Regions from separate parts of the Mus musculus genome. Here all the other regions are linked to region 4. The links are chromatin contacts, called in public Hi-C, HiChIP or PLAC-seq and promoter capture Hi-C maps. All regions are on one chromosome and are shown on one strand. The core of a region is the stretch at or near the end of the contact, and the rest is flanking DNA. Distances in the headings are between cores, read along the strand shown. Region 1 holds the start of Sipa1l3 (signal-induced proliferation-associated 1 like 3). Region 2 overlaps Zfp14 (zinc finger protein 14). Region 3 holds the start of Zfp82 (zinc finger protein 82). Region 4 holds the start of Zfp84 (zinc finger protein 84).

Evidence for each region. A called contact is a pair of places that touch in the nucleus more often than the background predicts. HiChIP or PLAC-seq counts read pairs in DNA pulled down with a chosen protein or histone mark. Capture Hi-C pulls out chosen DNA fragments and counts their contacts.
Region 1: a contact with region 4 is called in a Hi-C map of LSK cells, with 2.3 times the contacts expected there. The contact joins the promoter of Sipa1l3 here to the promoter of Zfp84 in region 4. A contact is called at or near these places in 9 of 39 promoter capture datasets (the 3T3-L1 cell line, the C10 cell line, cranial neural crest and 5 more), 1 of 15 datasets of contacts at CTCF or cohesin (CD8 T cells), 13 of 484 Hi-C or Micro-C datasets (CD4 T cells, CD8 T cells, LSK cells and 8 more), 3 of 115 datasets of contacts at active chromatin or transcription factors (bone marrow-derived macrophages and embryonic stem cells) and 3 of 9 other capture datasets (adipose tissue, liver and pancreatic islet).
Region 2: an H3K4me3 HiChIP or PLAC-seq map of embryonic stem cells shows a contact between it and region 4, with 7 times the contacts expected there. The contact joins the enhancer-like site here to the promoter of Zfp84 in region 4. A contact is called at or near these places in 4 of 39 promoter capture datasets (cranial neural crest, liver, pre-B cells and 1 more), 3 of 115 datasets of contacts at active chromatin or transcription factors (bone marrow-derived macrophages and embryonic stem cells) and 3 of 9 other capture datasets (adipose tissue, liver and pancreatic islet).
Region 3: a contact with region 4 is called in a promoter capture Hi-C map of adipose tissue, with 2.6 times the contacts expected there. The contact joins the promoter of Zfp82 here to the promoter of Zfp84 in region 4. A contact is called at or near these places in 7 of 39 promoter capture datasets (the 3T3-L1 cell line, the C10 cell line, liver and 3 more), 1 of 15 datasets of contacts at CTCF or cohesin (the NIH/3T3 cell line), 4 of 484 Hi-C or Micro-C datasets (CD4 T cells, LSK cells, embryonic fibroblasts and 1 more), 7 of 115 datasets of contacts at active chromatin or transcription factors (the 230-238 cell line, bone marrow-derived macrophages, cardiomyocytes and 4 more) and 4 of 9 other capture datasets (adipose tissue, liver, macrophages and 1 more).

The regions. Positions count from the first base shown.
Region 1 is chr7:29,503,597-29,507,275 of GRCm38.p6, forward strand. Sipa1l3 (signal-induced proliferation-associated 1 like 3) reads right to left here and starts at 1,864. Exons shown (of 23, transcript NM_001081028.1): 1 at 1,698-1,864; 2 at 255-319.
Region 2 is chr7:30,033,305-30,036,651 of GRCm38.p6, forward strand. Zfp14 (zinc finger protein 14) reads right to left here. Exons shown (of 5, transcript NM_178733.5): 5 at 3,055-3,347. Among named protein-coding and RNA genes, the nearest start is that of Zfp14, 16 kb to the right of the region's middle. Within about 2 kb of position 1,552, at least 10 of the 459 cell types and tissues checked have an H3K27ac peak or open chromatin away from gene starts, as enhancers often do. A contact at or near this core is called in embryonic stem cells, where this site is marked.
Region 3 is chr7:30,070,858-30,074,270 of GRCm38.p6, forward strand. It overlaps Zfp82 (zinc finger protein 82), which reads right to left and starts at 1,966. Exons shown (of 7, transcript NM_177889.5): 1 at 1,924-1,966; 2 at 1,172-1,282.
Region 4 is chr7:29,766,815-29,770,352 of GRCm38.p6, forward strand. It overlaps Zfp84 (zinc finger protein 84), which reads left to right and starts at 1,738. Exons shown (of 5, transcript NM_023750.2): 1 at 1,738-1,881. It overlaps Gm38983 (a long non-coding RNA gene), which reads right to left and starts at 1,439. Exons shown (of 2, transcript XR_881933.3): 1 at 240-1,439.

The DNA of each region.
Region 1 (3,679 bases), core at 614-3,113, 260 kb before region 4:
AGAAAAGGCAACTAAAGCCCAGAATTCAGGCAGTGAGGGACTCACACATTACAAGACATGGCTTTTCCTCAACTTCCCTCAAAGTGATACTCCTTGGAGCTCAGGGAACAGTGACCTGTTGCCATGGCAGCCTTCCACACTGCAACAGGCTCTGGAGGGTGAAGGGCACATGACTGTCACATGGCAACAGTGGGCCCGTGAGGTGCCTCAGAGCTTGGGGCTGCTGGAGAAGCCTGAGAGGGAGGACCACTGACCTGGCTCCCTGGAGCGCCTCGGGGAAGCCTGCCTGGGATATTTTTACAGCACCAGTCGCTGCTACCTGGAGCCAGAAACAGAGAGCGTGTCAGTTACAACACAGTCTGATTCCTTCAACTCACTGGTTAATTAAAACCTGCTCAGCGCACAGCAAGAGTTATTGCCTACTAAAGCAGAGGAGAGGATAAACCAAGGCTGGTCAGGTCACTCTTATCTCCCCTGCCTTCCTGCCACAGAAACCTGGAGCTATGTCACCTTTCCAATACATAGCAGGCACGCACAAATCCTCTCTTACTGAGATTACCCCACTATTCTCTAATTCGCTGGTACCACACTTTCTCTGTCATGCCATGTGCCCAAAATGCCCAAATGAGCCACTGTCAGCTTCCAGGCTGTGACGCCTGAAGGGATTGGGGGCCAGGAAGCCAGCAGCTTGAGGCTGACAGACCCCAAGAATGGCTGCATGACCACAGAGAGACCAGAGAGAGAGGTGACAGGTCACACCAACCACTGCCATGGCTTCCTGGAAACGCTGGTGGCACTCTAGTCAGTCCCAAGTGAGAACAGCTAGCCGTCCATCCACCAATGGGCCATCTAGTAGCATAAATTCATTCATGTCATAACTGAAGCTGCACCCCACCCCACCCCCGCTACAGGCTAGGCACTGTTCTAGAAGGACCAAGGCCTGGCCTGCGCTCCCAGGAAGCCAACAGTTGAGATGCAGGTGGAAGAAAAATCCAGCGAAGGAGGTGGCTCCAGGGTGACTGAGAGGAAGGCACCCTGGGTTGGGAACATCTGAGCAGAGACTTGAGGAGGGGGTGGCTTTGGAAGGCTAGTCCTGAGAACGGCTACGTGAGTGTGGGAAGGCAGGTGGACATGCCACCCCAACTACATCCACAGGCAGAGGACACAGCCAGGGAGAGGCCAGAGCAGGGAGCAAGGGGCCTGAGCTGCAGTCCACAGGCGCAGGGTCAGAGGAGCTGGGGCACTTGGCATGACAACTCAGTGGGTACTACCACTACTTCCTGTTTCCCCCAAAAGAGGAAACTGAGGCCCAGGAGGGTACAGGATTTACCAAGACCACACAGCATACATACTGGGCTGGGGCACCACAGCCCCTGGTAACAAAGTCTGCAGACAGCAGGGGCTCAGCTACAGTCATCTATTCTTTCCCTGGGAGTCCGTGGCCTCCATCTTCTCATTTGCTCAACACTGGGCCAACCTTTCTTCAGGTTAGGAACAGATAGGTAAACACTTCACAAGAGAAGAGGGGGTGAGAGAGAGAGAGAGGGAGAGAGAGGAAGGGAGGGAGGGAGGGAGGGAGCGAGGGAGGGGGAGAGAGAGAGAGAGAGAGAGAGAAGCTAGCTTTCCCTCAAAGAAGAATCAGATTATTAACTTTCTCTGGAAGGTGCTACCGAAGTGAGGAGACATCGCTCACCTACCAGGAGTCCCGGAACACAGCCGTGATCACACTCCAGGAAGGTGGCTACTAGGTTGGCCCCAGGTGTGGCTCCTGTCCCAGGTTTTCCCTAGGCAAGAGCCACCTGCCCCAGCTCCCTAGGCCGACCTGGGGTGGTGCCTCCTCCTGCGCTGTGGGTGTCTGGAATGCGGAAATAGGAACCAGCAGTGCCAGCTTCTAACGACTTATTCAGTGGCCTTCAGGCCACGCCAGCTTACCGGAGTTCCCCTGAGATGGCTGCTCTCTGCACACAGGCACATCCCCAAAGAGCCAGTTCTGCCAATATTCCCTTTGGGGAAGGGAAATAACAGGATTCCTTACTCATCAGACACGTGGTCTTGGGTCTGAATGAGTTTGGGAGAAAGCTCGGAGGTAACAAAGCCTGCCTGTTACAGGCCACCTGCTCGGTGCTGAGCCAGGGCTGGATCAGCGCCACAGCATCCCTGCCCTAAGCCCCGCAGCTTCATTCACAACCTTCCTACCCACAGGTGGGCCCCTCACCTCTGCAGACAGTGCCGGCTGCAGAGGCTGGAGGCTTAATGATTAAACCTTGTGGCAGACTCTTCCACCCAGCCTTGGAAGCACAGCTCTGGGAGGGTGCTGCTCTAAACACTACAGTCTCTCCAGGGCCTTTAAGTCGGAACTACGGTCACGCCTATTTTACAGATAGTGTTGAACAGAAGTCACAGGACGGAGGTCACATAGCAAGTGGGGGTTCAACCCAAGCAGTATATCTCAAGAGTCCAGCTTTTGACTGTTATGCGAATATGCCCTTGTGAAGAGTCTAGTGTCCACCCTGGGAGAGAAAGCCAGTGAGGTCATGGCTCTGGCCCATCAAACACTCAGTAACAGATGGAGCTCAATAGCTTATGACTATGATCTTCGAATTGGAAAAGTCAGACAGGATTTCAAGGTCATTCAAAGCTGCATAGTGAGTTCAGGGACCAACCTGAGCTACAGGAGGCTGTCACAAAACAAAAAAACAAACAGAAAAACAAAAACAACAACAACAACAACAACAAAACCCAAAGAACAACCAAAACAGTTCCATGACTCTCAGCTGTGTTATCACAGGCTGCTCACACCTGGGCCTTCAAAATGGAAAACACCTGGCTCACAGTTACAGCCTAAACTCCAGACTTAACCTCCAGACGTCTGATGGCAAAGTACAGACTCCCAGGTGTGATGCACCTGCCTGTACGCCCTGCATTTGGGAGACTGAGGCAAGAGGAACTGCTGCAATAAGGCCAGACTGGCTATCAGCATCAAACCCTGGCTCAGAAGAGCCAAATGAAGCCGGGCAGTGGTGGCACACACCTTTAATCCCAGCACTTGGGAGGCAGAGGCAGGAGGATTTCTGAGTTCGAGGCCAGCCTGGTCTACAGAGTGAGTTCCAGGATAGCCAGGACTGCACAGAGAAACCCTGTCTCGAAAAAACAAGCAAACAAACAAACACACACATACAAAAAAAAAAAAAAAAAAAAACCCCGAAGAGCCAAATTAAAACTCTTACTATCATCTTTATCAAACTGCGGTAAACCAGAACCAAGATGCTCTTGCCTGCAGGGAGCTCTCAGTCACCTGAGAACAATCTGGCAAAACAAAAGAAAACAACCAAAGGAAATTGCAACAAGCAGATTCCCGTGCCCTCAAGGGGCACTGGCTGTGAGTCGGGCATGTCGCATGATTTCACAAGCTTCAATCCCCCCACAACCTACCTGCTCTACCTTGCAGACAGGGAAATGGAGGTCATTGGGCTAACCCAAGACCAATACAGGGCCCAGTAGGACCCAGGACTTGCACACAGGTTAAGTCACATTTCTCAGGCCCTCCGCAGTCTCCCAGGGCAACCACTGTCCACAGGTGGTCAGAGGAAAAATTCTGCCCGTAAGAGGAATGTCGCTTTCATAGATGGTTGGGGACTGGGCCAGAACCACCGGAGTTCACAATTTTGAGCTAGCAACC
Region 2 (3,347 bases), core at 302-2,801, 270 kb after region 4:
CCAACGGATTTTCAATTCAAAATTTTAAGGCTAAAACTTAACATAGATAAAATTGTAAAATCCTAACTTTATATAAGCTACTAACTTGTAAAGTGTTAAAGATAATTATCAAGTTAATTATAAATTATCAAATTCTTTTTTTTTTTTTTTTTTTTTTTTGGTTTTTCTGAGACAGGGTTTCTCTGTGTAGCCCTGGCTGTCCTGGAACTCACTTTGTAGACCAGGCTGGCCTCGAACTCAGAAATCCGCCTGCCTCTGCCTCCCGAGTGCTGGGATTAAAGGCATGTGCCACCACACCCGGCTACTCAAATTCTTTAATATGCTCAGAGCTATGCATATAGCCATCTGCCTTACTCGTGATTATTATTGCTGTGGTGAAACACCATGATCAAAGGCCATTTGGAGAGGAAAAGGTTTATTTGGCTTACACTTCTGTGTTGCTGTGAATCACTGAAGGAAGTCAGGACAGGAACTCAAGTACAGTAGGAAGTGGAGGCAGGAGCTGATGCAGCGACCATGGAGGGTGCTGTCTACTGGCTTGCTCTTCACAGCTTGCTCGGCTTACTTACAGAACCCAGACTGCCATGCACCGTTTTGGTCCTCTCTCCGTCTGCTTGATCTTCTCTCTCTTCCCGTCTCTCTCCTCTCATGGCCCAGATCAGTCTACTGTCCGTGTATAGTGTACTTTCTCTCCCTGCTTTGGACTCTTCCAGATGCCTCTGGCTGTGCTCTCCCTCTTATCTACAATAAACACCTCCTCAGCCACACCTGGGAGTGATCATGTCCTCATTTTATACACTAGGAGGTAAAGTTTTACAGCTCTTCACTTAGACCGTAGGGAGATGTTTTAGAGTTTTACTGCTGTGAATAGACACCATGACCAAGGCAACTCTTATAAAGACAACATTTAAATTGGGACTGGCTTACAGGTTCAGAGGTTCAGTTCATTATCATCAAAGCGAGAACATGGCAGCATCCAGGCAGGCATGGTGCAGGAGGAGCTGAGAGTTCTACAAATTCACCTGAAGGCTGCTAGCAGAATACTGGCTTCCGGGCAGCTAGGATGAGGGTCTTAAAGCCCACACCCACAGTGACACACCTACTCCAACAAGGCCACACCTTCTAACAGTGCCACTCCCATCACAAAAGACATGGCTTGGAAGCATGAAGCTTGTCTAGATACTGCTTTTCAGAGCTTCCCACCCCCCCATGTTTGGTGCGCCTGCGCGCGTGCTGCGCGTGTGCGCGTGCGCGAGTGTAGAGCTGAGGGGATGGGAAGCTGACATCAGATGGCTTCCTCAGCAGCTTTCCACCTCGAGACAGTCTCACTCTCTCATCATGGAGCCCCAACTGGCCTGGGATTCCTATGTAGACCAGGGTCTTCAAATTCAGCCATCCACCTGCCTCTGTCTTGGGGTGCTGGGGTCACAGGTGTGCATCACCATGCCCCGCTCACCTTGTTTGTGACAGGATTTCTCACTGAACCGGGAGCTTCAGTGATGGCCAGACAGGGATCCATCAGTGCCACACACGCCACCACTGCCCTGTGCTGCGGTTATCGGCAGATGAAAAGACCTCGCCTCATTTCTCCATCGTTGCCAGAGATCCCAAGACACCATGCTGTAGCAGCATGCACTTTGCTGAGCCATCTCCCTCAGGTGGTCTAGTTTTTATTGTCATCATTGTTACTGTTTGTTGAGAGGGGATTAAATTCCAGTATCTCCTGTATTGGCTTTCTGAGTGCGGGCAGCACAGATGCGACTGCACACCTAATATAAATGTATATAACCAAGCTTATTTTAACATGAAGATAATTTGAAAAACTTTGTTATGAGCTATTTCCTAAAGCTTGTGCTTGGTTTGGCACTGGATTTATTTATTTATGGTTCTTGATGGTCAACACCTATTTTATGTGGCAAGTCCATAAAGAGAACTCCCCTGATAATCAAAGGCTGTCACTTGCCTTCACGTTGCTTTGGTGGCATTTAACCAGCGTAGATATGCAGACAGCTTACTTCCCAACTAGTTTCCAATTTGTTTTGTTTTTTAAAATATTGATATTTCAAGCACATACAAAAGACATGGAACAATCGCCCTCCATGATCAAACAACCCATTCAGTCACTCGCAATGTTTTGCTGCTCTAAATTCTGTCAGGTCCATATATATATATATACATACATACATATATATAAATAATTTTTTTTCCGACAGGGTTCCTTTGTGTAGGTTTGGCTGTCCTGTAAGTCACTCTGTAGACCAGGCTGGCCTCACACTCTCATACATTTGCCTGTTTCTGCCTTCTGAGTACTGGATTAAAGTTGGGCACCACTACACCTGGTTTTGTCAACTGCCTTTCTTTTGTTGATTTTCCCTCCTTCACTTTAGACATAGCCCTCCTCTGTGGCCCAGTCTAGGATTCAACAAAGATCCTTCTGGGCACATCATGGCACTAGAATCTAGAAAACAGTGAATCCCTCAATTCTATTTTTTTTCTTCTGCATTTACTGATTAAAATTGCTTAAGGGAGCAGGGCGTGGTGGTGCACATCTTTAATCCCAGCACTCGGGAGGCAGAGGCAGGCGGATTTCTGAGTTCGAGGCCAGCCTGGTCTACAGAGTGAGTTTCAGGACAGCCAGAGCTATACAGAGAAACCCTGTCTCGAAAAACCAAAAGAAAGAAAGAAAGAAAGAAAGAAAGAAAGAAAGAAAGAAAGAAAGAAAGAAAGAAAGAAAGAAAGAGAGAGAGAGAGAGAGGGACGGAGGGAGGGAGGGAGGGAGGGAGGGAGGGAGGGAGGGAGAGAGAGAGAGAGAGAGAGAGAGAGAGAGAGAAAGAAAGAGAAAATACAGCAAACTGGGCTTGAAAGATGGCTCAGTGATTAAGAGCACTGACTACTCTTCCAAAGGTCCTGAGTTCAATTCCCAGCAACCACATGGTGGCTTACAACCATCTGTAATGGGATCTAATGCCCTCTTCTGGTGTGTCTAAAGACAGCAACTGTGTACTTACATATTTTTTTTTTTAAAGAGAAAATATACCAATCTGGGCATATATTGACTATAAAGCTTCTTTATTTATTTGTGTGTGCACGGTATTTATTTGTGTGATTTCTGTTTGTATGTGTGCAGTGGACTTGTGCCCAGGTGCATGTGGAGATCCTAGGTTATCTGAGGAACCATGTCCATTCACTCTTCCACTGTATGCACTGGGGCAGGGGCTCTCAATCCAACCCAGAGCTCGCCGATATAGCTAGATATAGTTTGGCTAGCCATCTTGCTTTGGATATCTGGTCTCTATCTCCAGAGGCTGGAATTACAAGTGAGCCACTACATCTACCTGGCAGTTAAC
Region 3 (3,413 bases), core at 716-3,215, 300 kb after region 4:
GACAGAGCATTCACATACATTAAATAAATATTCTTTTAAAGATTTATTTATTATATATACAGTGTTCCACCTGAATGTATGCCTGCAGGCTAGAAGAGTGCACCACATCTCACTGTAGATGTCTTCAGACACACCAGAAGAGGATGTCGGATCCCATTACAGATGGTTGTAAGCCACCATGTGGGTGCTGGGAATTGAACTCAGGACCTCTGGGAGAGCAGCCAGTGCTCTTAAGCACTGAGCCATCTCTCCAGCCCAATAAATAAATCTAAAAGGAAAGGAAAGGATGTGGGACACTAGGAGGAAGAGAGGATTCAGGGAAATAGTGAGAGAATAAAAGGTGGCACAGAGAGAGGCTCTGAGAGAGACACTGGGAGAGACATTAAAGAAGAAGCAGGTCGACACTGAGGAAAGGTAAACTAACCAATTAGTAGACATAGAATAGTTTGAATGGGTTAAATAAACTACAAGCTAGTCTTGAAGCAAGGCATTTAATAATACATAATTAGTCCCAGAGTTGTCATTTTGGGAGCAGAGGCTGGAAGGATAAACGGATTTTTTTTAAAGACTTTTTTATGTATGTGAGTGCACTATAGCTGTCTTCAGACACACCAGAAGAAGGCATTAGATCCCATTACAGATGGTTGTGAGCCACCATGTGGTGGCTGGGAATTGAACTCAGGACCTCTGGAAGAGTGTTCTTAACCGCTGAGCCATCTTTCCAGCCCCCCCCTTTTTTTTTTTACAAAAATAAATCTTAAAAATAAATGTACATCACAATTAAGTAGATACCCATACACACCACTCCCTTGGTGTTGGAATCACCCCTAATCACCACATTAACAAACAGCTGCTGTTTACTAAGCATTTGGTATTTATGAATATCAGCAACTGTTCTAAGAGCTCTACAGCATAGTATTAAAAATAAAACCCAGCTATAAAAATAAAGCCCGATCTCCTTGGAGGGAGGGTTGTCGTCCTGTCCCCCCCCCCCAAAAAAAAAAACACTGAAAAGCGGATACGTATGTACGTACAGGCACTGGGTGGTGTAAGGAGTCAGGCTCTGTTTCTAAGAACCAGACATTTAAAAATAACAAATGTTCTGATCCACTAAAAAATTAAAGTGCCTTTCACAGATCCAAGAGGTAAGATTGACCCCCCCTGACCTTACCTTTTAAACAGGCAACAGCGATTTATCCCTCCCCTTCCTGTGAGCACTTAAAGGCAGGCTGGAGTAGGAGCGAATGTTAACGTCCAAACTTTTCTCGGAGCCTTGTCCAGCCTAGTTAAATCAAAGCACAAGACACAACCAATCGGTCACCACCACCCATCACTCACACCCGGGAGCGAGTTCAGCTGTCCTGCCCTGGTACCTAAGAAAGGCCAGGGCGGCAGATGGCCAGGAAGTTTACAATAGCTCCCTAGGTGGATCGCACACAGCCTGTCCAGCGAGTGACTGTATCTGAGCACGTGTGGCGTGTTGGGGGTAACCCCAGGGAACCAGCCAAGGGTGTGTGTGTTGGGGATCGGGGACCATCTTTCAGACCCCTCTCAAGACCCGGAGCTCTTTGCTTTGTTTACTGGGAGTCTTGTGTGTTGCTCAGGTGAATGGCTGGGGAACCATTCCTCTTTGGGACTGATGTGGCTACACCGCAGCCGAGCCTGGGGCCAGAATCACACACACCAGGACCTCGGCAACCTCGCTCACACAACCGCTCTGCACCCCATTCACTCGCACAAATGCCATCACGCCGTGGCTTCCGGGCCGCACTCAGTCGCGGTGGCTGCCACCCCGACGCCCTGCCACGCCCAGCAGGCACAGCTCGCCACTGTGGTCCCCACGCAGCAAGCCGAGGCGCGGACCCAGTATGAGGGGCGCGGGGCCTCCCTGTCCCCGCCCTTACCCCCTGCTCCCTGCAGCACCTTCACTAAGTTCACGGAACTGGGACCCAGGCTCGGCTCAGTTGCCCCGCCCCACGCGCTGAGGTGACAGTGGCTGCATCTCCAGACCCCCGAGAGCCTACAGGGCGTTGCGCGGGGACTGCTGGGAGGGACAGCCGCACGCACCGCGTGCGCATGCGCCACACTCACTGTGTGCTCCGTTTGGGACCAGGACAGGGAGAGGAGCAGAACCTCAACTCTGATTAAGTATTTGAGGAAAATCGGATTTTCGTTTGGAGATTTGTGCATTTGATATAGTCATGTTTGTTGTGGAGGTGACTGCAAATGACTACGTCTTAGAATAAGATTTTAAAGGACATTCCTATCATGTAGTTTGCTTTTACCCAGGTTCTTAAGATTTTCTTCTTTCTTAACCAGGATTTTTTTTTTTTTTTTGGAGAGACAGGGTTTCTCTGTGTAGTCCTGGTTGTCCTGGAACTCACTCAGTAGACGAGGCTGGCCTTGAACTCAGAAATCCTCCTGCCTCTGCCTTCCAAATGCTGGGATTAAAGTGCTGGATCATCAACTTAAATACCTTTCGTTCCTATATTTTTAAATTGCCAGAAAATAAATAATAAAATGGTTGAGCTGGTATGTGCCTATATTCTTATCACTTTGAAGGCAGAAGAATCACTCAAAAGTTTGAGGCCAGCCTGAGTTACATAGTGAGTTCCAAGCCAGCCAGGGCTATATAAGACCTGGTCTCAAGTATATAAAGTAAACGTGATGGTTAAATTTCTGATTAATTGATCATCTATAATTATATTCTCTAATGCTACAGCTTGTGGAAAGTTAAGCCTTTCAGTAAATAGGGATAACAATGAATACTAAGCAGTGACTAACGAAGGCACAGCCCTACCCTGATAAAACAATGAGTCAGGTGGTAGAATCACTCCCACATGGAACATGCTATATAGCACATAAACATGATTAATTAAAAAAAAAAAAAAAAAAAACTCGGGGGCTGGTGAGATGGCTCAGTGGGTAAGAGCACCCGACTGCTCTTCCGAAGGTCCGAAGTTCAAATCCCAGCAACCACATGGTGGCTCACAACCATCTGTAATGATCGACTCCCTCTTCTGGAGTGTCTGAAGACAGCTCAGTGTACTTATATACAATAAAAATAAATAAATCTTTAAAATAAATAGATAAATAAATAATTCTTAAAAAAAAAAAAAAACTGATCTCAGGCAGAACTTGCCATCTCATGAAATAAACTACTGATTATGATTACTCTTGGGGAAAATAAGGTCAAAAGGTGTTGTTGTCTTATTTATGTTTAAATCTTCCATGAGAAAACACACCTGTTTTATTTCTAGTTTTAAAATTAATAACTTTCAAGCCAGAGAGATGGCGCAGTGGAGTTTGCTGTGCATTCTCTGGGAACCACATGGGAGAAGGAGAGAACCAATTTCCCCTGTGACCTCTACACCAGGGATGCTGTACAAACTAAAACTTAAAATAATCAAATG
Region 4 (3,538 bases), core at 488-2,987:
AGACTTGTCCCTCACGGCCTGTAATGTCACCCACTGGTCACAGCTTCTCACTGTGCTTCCAATTCAGAAGAAACATCCCAGCCCTTCCCATCTTACCCACCACCCGTTGTCTCTGCCTCTTTCCTCTGTCTTTCTCTTCCAACCCCTTCTCCTCCTTTCACACATGCACGCGCTCCCGCACATTCCTTCACACAGACACACAAAGTGCTCCTGTGCTCTTCACTAACCCACAGGCCTACATTCCAGTAACAACTGGCGGCTTCTCCATGTCCAAATCAGGAACTCCAAATTTGAAACATTTGTTTAGAGCCCTCCTCCTGTCACCGCCCTTGGATTTAGGTTGAATTCATTTTGCCGAGCACTGAGAACCCTGCGGGGTGTTTGGGGACTGGGGCTGAACTGTAAATTGCTTGCACCCGTTGTTTTCTGGGAAATGTAGTTCAAACCGAGGAGTCCAAGCCGCAGTGCCTTGTGGGAAAAACAAGCCAGGGCACCAAATCCTCCTTCGTGTAACCCCTGCCACAACATCTGCTCTAAGCCGATTCACGGAGAATTCCTCTGGGAATTCTGTCTAGAAAGGGTCCCAGGAGGTCCCGGAAAGACCAGGAACCTAGAAATCCAAAAAGCGGAATCTGGGTTTCAGGCTGCCGGTAAACCTAGATCTTGTGAGCGAGATATTCTCTTCTCTCTCTCTCTCTCTCTCTCTCTCTCTCTCTCTCTCTCTCTCTCTCTCTCTCTCTCTCTCTCTCTCTCTCTCTTCCCCCCGGAGACAGTCTTCCTAATAAAACTCTGCTTCCACAACAACAAAATCAACCAACAATAACAAAATCCACCAAGACTTGAGGCACAGTGATGCATACTTTTAATCATAGCAAACAGAAGGCAGAGACATGGGCCAGAGTTTGAAGCCAGTATGATCGACATTGAATTCTCATTATATGAGTGAGAATATATATATATATATATATATATATACATATACATACATACATATGGAATTCCATAAAATTTGATCCAACATAAATGTTCATGATTGGCCCAACATAAGTGCTTGGAACAGAACAGACGATGCTCTTAAGAACTGAACCATCTCTCTGTTTATTTTCCTTTATGGACACAGGTCGTTAGGTAACCATGGCTTCAAACTTGTTATGTAACCGAGGCGGGCATTAAAACTCTTGATTCTCCTGCTTCTGCCTCCTGAGTGCTGGGATTACAAACATGCAATGCTCAACCCAGGCTAATGCAGCACATTTAAATTTGTGGCTATCGAGTGGTAAGTAGACTAAATATTCCAGTAAAGATAGGGCGATCTTTGCCCTATCCAGTCGTTCCCAGTCCTAACAGCCTTGTCTCATTCCTTCAGGGAGCTTGGAACACCACACTGGAGAAGCTCTTAAGAGCCCTCATATATCCGACTGTCAATAGCAGGATGAGTTCTTTACCGAGAACGCGGTCTGTGATGTCTTCTGGGAAATGTAGTCCTGAGCTGGATCACTTGCTCGGGTTCTTGCCTCGCTTCTGTAGCTGGAGTAAAGATCCACCCCCACCACAGAGCCGAAACTGCTTAAGTTTCAGAGACTTCAAGCCTTGGATCCTTGGGAAATTCCCCCTTTAGAAAACTAATCGTCCGTTCTCTAGTTTCAACAGATCTCTACTTCCTCTCTCGCACACTGAAACTCTCCTGCAGACTCTAGAAGTAGCACCGCCTTCTGGGAAATGTAGTCCACTATAAATGCTCAGCCACATGGCGGAAGTGGCTGGAAAGAGGTTGTTCCGGATCATCTCAGTGCCCTACCCGACCTAACCCGGTACTGTCCTGGTCGGTATTCGCTGGTCGTCCGAGTTCGAAGCCGTGAGATCGCAGTTTATACTTTTGAAGTGAGTCTGCCCTTGGTTTTAAGTGCTTTGTGTAAATACAGTCCTTAAGGCCTGTATTTGTTGGTCGCTGGCTGCAGGCCGGCTCTAGGGGACCCACCCGGTTTCCGGGATGGCGCTAGAGGCTTAAAGAGGGACTAAGGCGGCGGGAGTGTGACTGCATGGGCGAAAAGGTTTTTGGAGGATGTGGATTGTACAGGAGGGTGAGAGAGAGAGAGTGCGCGAAGTCAGCAGAACGTGGGTAGTAGGTGGTTACCAGATCCTCTAGTCTTGCAACGCAAAGTCGGGGGCGGGAGGTGCGGGACACCATTTATGTCAAGTTTATTTGAAAATTTGGGGGGAGGGGGGAGAAAGCTAAATAGTAGAGACGGTAAGGATTTCTGTGTTCAAGATAGATCAGTTTACCAATCAGCATGACTTTTAACTGTAGTTAGGAGTTAGATATGGTGACCCACATCTATAATTTCAGCACTCGAGCTGCGGAAGCTGGAAGTCAGTGACTTTGAGGACAGCCGTGGGAACATAGTGAGTTCCAGGCTACCGGGACCCACATAGTGAAATCCTGTCTCAGAAACGGATGAGTGTATAGAAATTGTATTTGAAAAAACGTAATTACTGTGGGTTCCTACTTTTGTGTCACACCCTCCGAGTAGCCATTTAGCCTTGTTTAGGGAACTCTTAGAAAATCTTAGCCTCTGTTGACTACCACTAGAGAAGTCAGAATTTGAAGTTCATGATTCTGGGTGATCCACTTCAGGTTCTAAAAAGACAACTTCCTCAGCTCTAGGCTTTTCTGTCAAGAAGCAGACATAGTGAGCACACGGAGTCTCCGTTGTACCCCATCTTCACCCTGTCCAGTTTATAGTTACAAAACTAGTCCTCGGTGTGGTGGGTTTAGAAGGTGGGGGCTTTTTGAAGGTAATTAAATGGGAGTAGTGCCCTGGCTCCCTGGAGCTACCTGCCTTCTCTAGGTGAGAGTGCAGTCCAGAGACTCCATCTGGGGACCGGGGAAATCGGTTTTCACTAGACACCTAATTTGTCAGTGCCACCACAACAGAGAAATAAGTTTGTTATTTATAAGCTAGTCTCTGGTATTTTGTTATAGCAGCTTAAGTGGGCTAATGGACTTTAATACTGCACCTGGCCAGTTCCTGCAGAAATTATTTGAAGTTCCTGAAATGTACTTTGTTTTTTTGTTTACGGTTTCCAGAGAGATCAAGTTCCTTTTTTTTTTTTTGGCTTGGTATGGAGGAATCCACAGAAACGCCTTTCTTCATGACATGAGGAACTCTTCCTACTGTCCTAGTAAAAGGGAGTGTGGGGTGAGATAGAATTGGTTAGTCCTGGGGTGAGGTGCATGTGGAGGTTTTGAAGATGATTGAACCTGTTCATGGTAACACCGAAGAGTGAGTAGCCTAGAGGCACGGCTTTGAACTTTGGACAGAATTTCATTTTATTCATCTGTCTAGTGTCTAGATAGATGGCTCGGTGGTTAAGAGCCGTGGCTACTCTTCAGAGAGTCTGGGTTCAGTCCCTAGTACCCACACTCATAGCTGTCCATAGCTCCAGTTCCAGCAGATACAGTCCCCTCTTTGTGACCCCTCAGGGCACCAGGCATGCACGTGGTACACAGACACACGTGCAGGTGAAACACCCATAA